Linked DNA regions of Sus scrofa: region 1 is linked to region 2. Evidence: chromatin contacts called from public Hi-C data. All regions are on one chromosome and are shown on one strand. Each heading gives the region's core, a stretch centred on a gene start, on an enhancer-like site or on the middle of the called end of the contact. The rest is flanking DNA. Distances are from core to core; before and after follow the strand shown.

What was found. A called contact is a pair of places that touch in the nucleus more often than the background predicts.
Region 1: a contact with region 2 is called in a Hi-C map of embryonic fibroblasts, with 2.4 times the contacts expected there. The contact joins the enhancer-like site here to the promoter of LOC100152306 in region 2. A contact is called at or near these places in 25 of 47 Hi-C or Micro-C datasets (adipose tissue, alveolar macrophages, blood and 16 more).

The regions. Positions count from the first base shown.
Region 1 is chr7:115,766,712-115,770,376 of Sscrofa11.1, forward strand. No RefSeq gene overlaps it. Among named protein-coding and RNA genes, the nearest start is that of SERPINA5, 31 kb to the right of the region's middle. Within about 2 kb of position 1,905, at least 19 of the 83 cell types and tissues checked have an H3K27ac peak or open chromatin away from gene starts, as enhancers often do. A contact at or near this core is called in adipose tissue, embryonic fibroblasts, liver and 1 more, where this site is marked.
Region 2 is chr7:115,369,003-115,372,926 of Sscrofa11.1, forward strand. LOC100152306 (interferon alpha-inducible protein 27-like protein 2) reads right to left here and starts at 1,859. Exons shown (of 6, transcript XM_021099654.1): 1 at 1,729-1,859; 2 at 1,543-1,572; 3 at 827-988; 4 at 93-340. The coding sequence starts at 1,735.

The DNA of each region.
Region 1 (3,665 bases), core at 655-3,154, 400 kb after region 2:
ATTACACGCCAATAAATCATCTGTAAAGAGATGTCTAAAAAGTGTTATTAAAATGAATAGCATTTTGTAATATAACAGATTGAAATACTCATGAGTTTAGACAGTGATGAAAAAAATCCAGAGAGGCGAGTTTTAGTTTTTAAACTGCTGGCTGATTGTAATGATTCCACCAGGTCAGAGCAGAACTACATCTGCTGAGGAGTCCATCTTCTAGACTTGTGTTCAGCCGCAACTAACACAAAACTTGACTGAGCAACAGCTTAAATATTTTCAAGGGACTAAACGGGGACTTATGGTTTGGCGTGATGATGGGAAGGGGGGTGCAAAGCTCTTTCCGTGGGAGTCCCAAGGACTTCCCTGAAGAGCTTGCATTTGGGCAGAGACCTGCAGGACAAGAAGGACCCACCTTGGAAGAGCTGCCTCAACAGGGAAAATAGGATGTTCAAAAGTCCTGAGGTATGATAAAGCTTATGGTGTTGGGGGAACAACAAGAAGGGTAGAAAGTCTGGACTGGAAGCAGTGAAGGGGAGGGTGGTGGGAGATGAGGCAGGAAAGTAGGTAGAGGTCCAGCTATCTGATGCCTTCTGGACATCAGAAAGACTCCAGGTACCATCTTACGTGAAATAAGAGGCCTGCGGACATTGGAGAGACAGAGCCTCCTCCTTGATCCTTTACCTTGGGAAATATATCCAACGGTGATGCAGGGAGCATCATCAGTAGTGTTCACAGGTGAGCAACTGCATCTGGGATGAGGGATGGGACATGGCCAGGCTGAGCAGTGGTGAAGATTGAAGTCAGAATTAGTGTCCAGCTTCAAATCCTCCACAGAGGAAGGTCAGCATGGAGGCAGCACCCGTGGAGACGGTGCACCTGTACAGAACAACCTGAGCAAAATCGAGATACAGTTGCCCAGCACCTCCTCAAAGGCAGAGTTTGTTGGAGGAGTAATTCTGGTGAGCCTTTTCCATCCTGTAACCAGTAAATGAAACCAGAAAACCCATCAACACCTGCTGATCTTCAGACACATTATCCATGCTGTCTCGGGTGCTCTAAATGCATCCTGGTGTTTGTTTATCTGTGTTACAGTGAATTGATTCAGAAGACTTAGGACTTATAAGAAAATCCTCTCGGGATTTCCCGCTGTAGTTCAGAGGAAACGAATCTGACTAGTATCCACGAGGATTCAGGTTCTATCCCTGGCCTCGCTCAGTGGGTTAAGGATCTGGTCTTGCCATGAGCTGTGGTGTAGGTCGCAGACACAGCTCAGATCCCTCTTTGCTGTGGCCGTGGCTGTATCTCTGATTTGACCCTTAGCCTGAGAACTTCCATATGCCACAAGTGTGGCCCTAAAACAAAAAACCAAAAAAACCAAAAACCAAAAAAAATAAAAACCACCTCTTTAATGGAATCTTTTCTTCCCAGTCTTCTGATCGTCTATTCTAGAGTCAGCAAAAAGGCTGAACCTCTGACTACCTGGTTCTGCACCCATAGCAGACGTGACTGGGCGATCCTAGGACTCACCTACAGAGCCCAGCCCTTCTCACCCCCAGTGCTCTGGCAGCTATACACATCTGATCGGGAGGAGTGCCAAAGGCAGTAGAGTTATTGCCCATCTTCAGACGTGGAGGGGCTGATTCAATCCAGTTCAGCCAATTTTTCCTGAGCACATCTGCCAAACTCAGAGAAAGAAAAAGAGATGAGATCCTTTGCCCCCCAGCGTAGGTACTTATAAATCTTCATCTCAATGAGTTTTGGTCCCATCACCACATCCTATAACTAGGGCGGGAGGCCATCCTGCGTTGAAGCTATCCCTCTCTGTCCTCAGGTTACTATCTATAAAGCGCAGCGCAGTGGCTCTTCCAAGGCTGGATCATTCCTGGCACGGCAGGCTGTCCTGCGCACCAGCAGTGGCCCTGGTCTCTGTCCGCTAGATGGCAGTAGCTGTCCCTTCCTCAACCGTGACAATCCAATGTCTCCCGCTGTCACCAAAAGTTCCCTAGGGGGGAAAATCCACCCCCTCCCAGTTGAGAATTGAGGCACTAAAGCCTCTTTCAGCACCAACACTGATTCTCAGAGTGTCTCAGGACGCAGAGAACTCAGCAGCCACAGAAGGAAGCCCGGGCAGTGTTTCTGCGCCATCTGCTGGCAACTCCGAGCCTTGTCCCCGCCGAGCCTGATGAACTTGGCCTGCAAATCAGCCCGGTGCTAACAGCCCAGGAGCTGGATGTACAGAGGCTCAGAGGGGGATGCGGGTAGGAAAAGAAAATGGAGAATGTACGAGCTGTGTGTGCTTTATGTAGTAGTCACAAGTTACGGCAGAAATCAAGGCTGATGGGGTCCTTGGTGAAGAGCTGCCTGCTTCTCTACCCGTACGTTTCTCAGTGGAGGCAATTTTGCCTCCCAGGGGACGTTTGGCAATGTCTGGAGAGGTTTTTGGTCCTCACGACTGCATGCGGGGGGGATGCGACTGCCACCTAGTGGGTGGAGACCACGGATGCTGCTCAACATCTTCAGCGCACGGGACAGCCCCACCCCGCAGCGAAAGAGGATCCAGCCCCCAATACCAGCAAGCACATATTTACCTAAAGATTTCTGCAGACCCAGCTCTGGGCTGAGTGGACAAGCAACTTGGTCCCTGGGTCCTTGGTCACTGGCGTTTCTGAGAAATGCAGAATCTGGGCTGGATGTGCATTGGCTCTGCCCGTTCTCACTGGGTGAGCTAGGAAAAGTAGCTGATCTCTTGGAAACCTTAATTTCCTTATCTGTAAAATGGGCATAATGCCGGCCGTACTAAGCTTATAGTCAGTAGATGGGCTTATTTGGGGGAAGTGAGGAGAGGGAGGGGCTGGGCATCCACACTGTCAGCTCAGAACTGGAACTGTCCTTGGGGGCAATCAGTCCTGCTGCCAGGAGGGGGCGAACGTCTCTGCCCCGGAGGTGACTCAGCTTCTCCCTGCCTTTGCCATCTCTGTTCCCTTCCCTGCCTCCCCCAGTGCAGCCTTGGAGCCCCTGGCCTCACCCCCTACACTAATGCACGGAGTGCTTAGAGCTCCCAAGTTCAAGGCCCGCCAGGAGAGAAATAGCATTCGGTTCTGGAACGTTCTTCCTGGAGAACAGTGGCCTTTGCCTGGCCCTCTCTCCATGCTGGCTCTGCGAGACTCACGTCACGTGAGCTGCGAGGCTCCCTCTGGAACAAACGTGCTTCTTGGAGGCTGGGGAGGGGGGCTGGGCGTCTGTCAGCCACCACCGCCTGGTTGGCGGTAGATTACAGGCCTGTGTGTGCAAACCAGTGACCAGCCACGTGCGTCTGCCTGACTCTGAGTGCGGGCGGGCACCACACCTCATCAGACCTTAATTAAAAGCCTCAGTCTGAGGTCTGGTTGCCTCCCTCTGATTTCTTCCTGCTGGTTTCCTGTGGGAAGAAAACCCAGGGGTCTGTTCTTACCGAGTTGTAAGTTTTGCTTCTTCTCTCCTCTACGTGTGTGTGTGTGTGTGTGTGTGCATGAGCTCACCCATGTCACATAGATTCTAATAATATAATATAATATAATATAAGTAAATCATCCATGTCTATAGTCCAAGATGGACATTCTAGAGCACAGATAAGCCTCTACGGAACCAACTAAGACAATGAGAGTGACACATCCGGAGGAAGGGATGGGACT
Region 2 (3,924 bases), core at 609-3,108:
GGGGTTCTTTGCTTGCTCAGCCTGCCACCTCGCTCTGCCCCCAGACACCAGGCAGGCTGGGCGATGGAGAGAATAGGAAACTGCCAACTCACAAGCCCGGGGCAGCCAGGAACAAAGACAGGGAACGGGCAGGTGACTTTATTTCTCAAGCTTCTCCGACTTGAGGGGGGGTTGGGAGGTTCAGCTTGGGATACATCTTCTCCTGGCTGGCCGCCTTCAGCCCTGGGTTCAGCCGGGGGAGGGGAAGGAGGTACCTTTTTTGTACCTCCAAGCCAAGCCCCAAAAGCTGATCCCACGGAGCCCAGGAGGATGTTGGATGATGTGGAGAGTCCAGCTGCCCCTGGGCGAGAGTCAGAGAATAAGCACAGAGGAAGGTGCCGAGGCCGGGGCCCCTCCGCAGCCCCAAGGCCCAGAGATCCCACCTCTAGGTCCTGAAACCCCCAAGGCTCTGCTCTGCAGGCGGCTGGGGACAGGAGGAGAGAGTGAATTCATGGGAGGTGAGAGTCAGCCACAGACTTCAAGAGCTCCAAGTCCCACGGAGGCCCAGAGACAGGAGGGCCACGCAGGTGTCTGCCATGGGTAGGGCTGGACCCAGAGCCCAGCCATCACATGCCCTGGCTCCTTCCCTTCTTCTCTTTCCCAGGACCCCCTCACCCCTCCAACTCTCCCCGCAAATCTCGCTCTAGAGTCAGGAAGGAGGGCGCGGGGAGCCAGAGATCAGCGATGCTGAGGACCCCGCTGCTGGAAGGAGCAGACACCCTCCCTCAGACTTGGACTCTGACCCTTCACCCCCTCCCCCTGCCCCTCGTCCTGTTCAGACACTTACCCACGGACTGGAGAGTCGCCACCAGGCTGCCGGCTGCGACGCCGCCCCCGTTGGCGACGGCGGCCGCTGACATCATCTTGGCCGCTAAGGAGGAGGCCGCGATCCCTGCCCCGGTGAAGCCCAGGGCGCCCAGCACCACGGGCACAGCCCCCACGGCCAGGGCTGTAGGGGGAGAGGAGCTGGCTCGGGGCGTGGGCTCGGGAGTGAACCCCGGTTGGGAATTCGTTGACAGAGTCTAGGGACTCTGCTCCGAGCATCCTGAGACAGCCCCTTGGAGGGGCTCCCAAGGTAGAGAACAAAAGTGGGGGGGGGTGGACCCAGCTGCGGAAGTAGGTTAGAGGGGGGGCCGGTTGGGTCTCTAGCTCGCTGAGTGACAGTGGGGGAGTCATTACCCCTCCCTGGGCTTCAGGTGTGTGCGTGTGGGGGAGAAATCAACCACCCCCGATTTCGGCAGCAAACCCGGTTTCGAATGAAATCTCTACATGCCTATGACACCCGAGGGCCAGAGGAGCAGCTAGGTCGGGGGGTGCCGGAGGCCTTTTCGGGGGAGCACCGCTCTCTGCCCCCGAGGTTTCCCCCCCCGCCCCCCGCGGCTCTGGGAGCGGAGGGAGGCCAACGAGCCAGCACTCGCCACTCCGGCAGGGCCACCTCTCTAAGGTCTCCCACCCATCCCGGGGCCGGGGGCAGGTGCAGGCCTGGAGATCCAGCGAGATCACCTCCTCCGATGGCTGCTGCAGCTGCCCGTTCTTGAGAGACACAGAGAAAGAGGCACCGAGAGGGTGCGTGCGTTAGTCGGCTGAGAGAGCGAGGGAAAGAAGCGAGTCTTTGTTCCTTCTTGGGTTGGGGTCTAGCAGGCCCGCCCCCTCCCCCGACTTCCAGGCTGACGGGGAAGCAAGACTCACTCATCATGGGGACCCTCTTCTCGCCGCAGCTCAGCTCCGGAAATGACTATGGTCCAGGAGGTGATCTTATTTCCCCGACAACCAATGGGGACGCGGCCGGCCCCTCGCAGCGCCCGGCCCAAGGAAAACGCAGGGACCCAAGCGCAGTGTCCGCCCCCCGCCCCAGCCTCCCCACCCCTTCCCTCCTACTTGCCGTCTGCTCGCCAGCCCCCTACCCCCGTCCCGCCCACACTCGCCGGTCCCCCACCTTCACCCCACCCATCCATCTCCCCGCGCACGCCCGGCACCTGTCGGCCCCTGCCCACTGGTGGTACCCCACCCACCCCCACGGTGAGTTTCTCTCTCCTTAGTGTTCTGCCAGAGGGAAAAGAGCCCTAAAACGCCTGAAAACCATTGCAACTGGGCGGTGCTTCCAAGCTGTGGCATTTTCCCCCAAGACAGAAGAGTTGATCACTGCAAAAACGAAACAAAACAAAACAACAAAAAACCTAAACAAAACCTAAGGCGAGAAACATTTCATTTCACCTCCAGAGGGAGATGCTGATAGATTTGGGCGCATTTCCTTCCTGTTGTCTCCTTGGACCACCCCATCTCTGTCACTCGCTGAGTATGGCATGTCGCCTCTAAGCGCCACGCCCGCGGTACACCTGGCAAACGAATCATTTTGTTTAACTGCCATTTGCATTTCCCCAGGCTGCTTAATAGTCTTCAGGATTTTTTTTTAAGGTTAAATTTATGGAGACACAACTTACCCAGAGTAAAATTCAACTTTTTAGTGTCATGTCTGTGTGTTCGTGTTAGGGCAAGTGCGTGTTCCCCGCGCAGGGAGGCCAAACAAACTGAATCGTGGGAGCCTGGAGCAGAGAAAGGCCTGTTGCAGGCACGCAAGACTTGTGCCCCTAAAAGAGCCTGAACTCCCTGAACCAAACCTGTAAAACATCGTTAAAAGCCAGGTGGGGTGGGGGTGGGGGGTCACAGGGCAAGGGATCCACTCCTACACAGTTCTGATGGGTTGGTGGTGAGGTCACAGGGCCGGGTGGCAGGGGTTAACATTGTCAAGCCTGGGCACCAGTAGGTCTCACGCTCAAGGTCATCAAGAAGTTAATTTCTTCTGTTTGGTGATGGTTTTAGTGTCTGTAAAACAATTCAGGAAACATGCATCAGATCCTATTTATTATCTAGGTACTTCAGAGAGGAGTTACAACAGAAGATATGGGGGTGGGAGGGCTGCCCCAGGAAGGTCCCTAAGGGTCCTGCTCAGTTCCATTTGGACAGTTTTACGGTTGTGGAGATGCAGGCTCAGCTACAGGGCATTTTCATCACCCACCTCCCCACCCCCAGATTCCCCCACTCCTTTGCAGTCAGCCCCTTCCCAGCCCCATCCCCTGGCCACCTGCAGTCTGTTTTCTGTCCCTACATGTGCCTTTTTTCAGACTTTCAACAGGTTTCTTACTTGTCATCCAACATTCTTTCCTGGGGATAAACTATGATTCAATGTATCAGCCCCCCCTTTTTTAGGGTGTTGTCTTTTTTTTGTTTTGTTTTTAGGGCTGCACCTGTGGCATATGGAGGTTCCCAGGCTGAGGGTCAGATTGGAGCTGCAGCTGCCAGCCTACACCACAGCCACAGCAATGCCAGATCCAAGCCTCGTATGCAAACTCCACCACAGCGTGCGGCAACTTGGGATCTTTAACCCACTGAGCAAGGCCTGAGATCAAACCTGAATCCTTACTGACACTGTGTCGGGTTCTTAACCGCTGAGCCACAATGGGAACTCCTGTTTTTAAGGATTTAAATTTTTTGTAATTTTTGCTCTATAAGGTATCCTGGCTTGAAGGGCTTATGTCATGGTGCACAAGTATTTTTGGGTGATGTAATCCTAGAGGAGGGATTGCTGGGTCAGAAATGCTACCTTTTTTAATGGCACTTGATACTTTATTGTTAGATTGTCCTCCAAAATATCGTATCAGTTTACAATTGTATCAGTTTATTGTATTAGTTTTACAAAGTATGAGGATATATTTTTCTCTACTCCCAACCATCAATAAGCTTTGTCATTAAACAAACAAACAAAAAACACCTTTGCTGATGAAAGTGAAAACTGATAACATCTTAATTTATGTTTCTTTTTTACTGCTAGTCAGGTTAACCTATTCTTAAGTCACTTAGGCTTGTGTATTCTTGTTTTGGGAATTA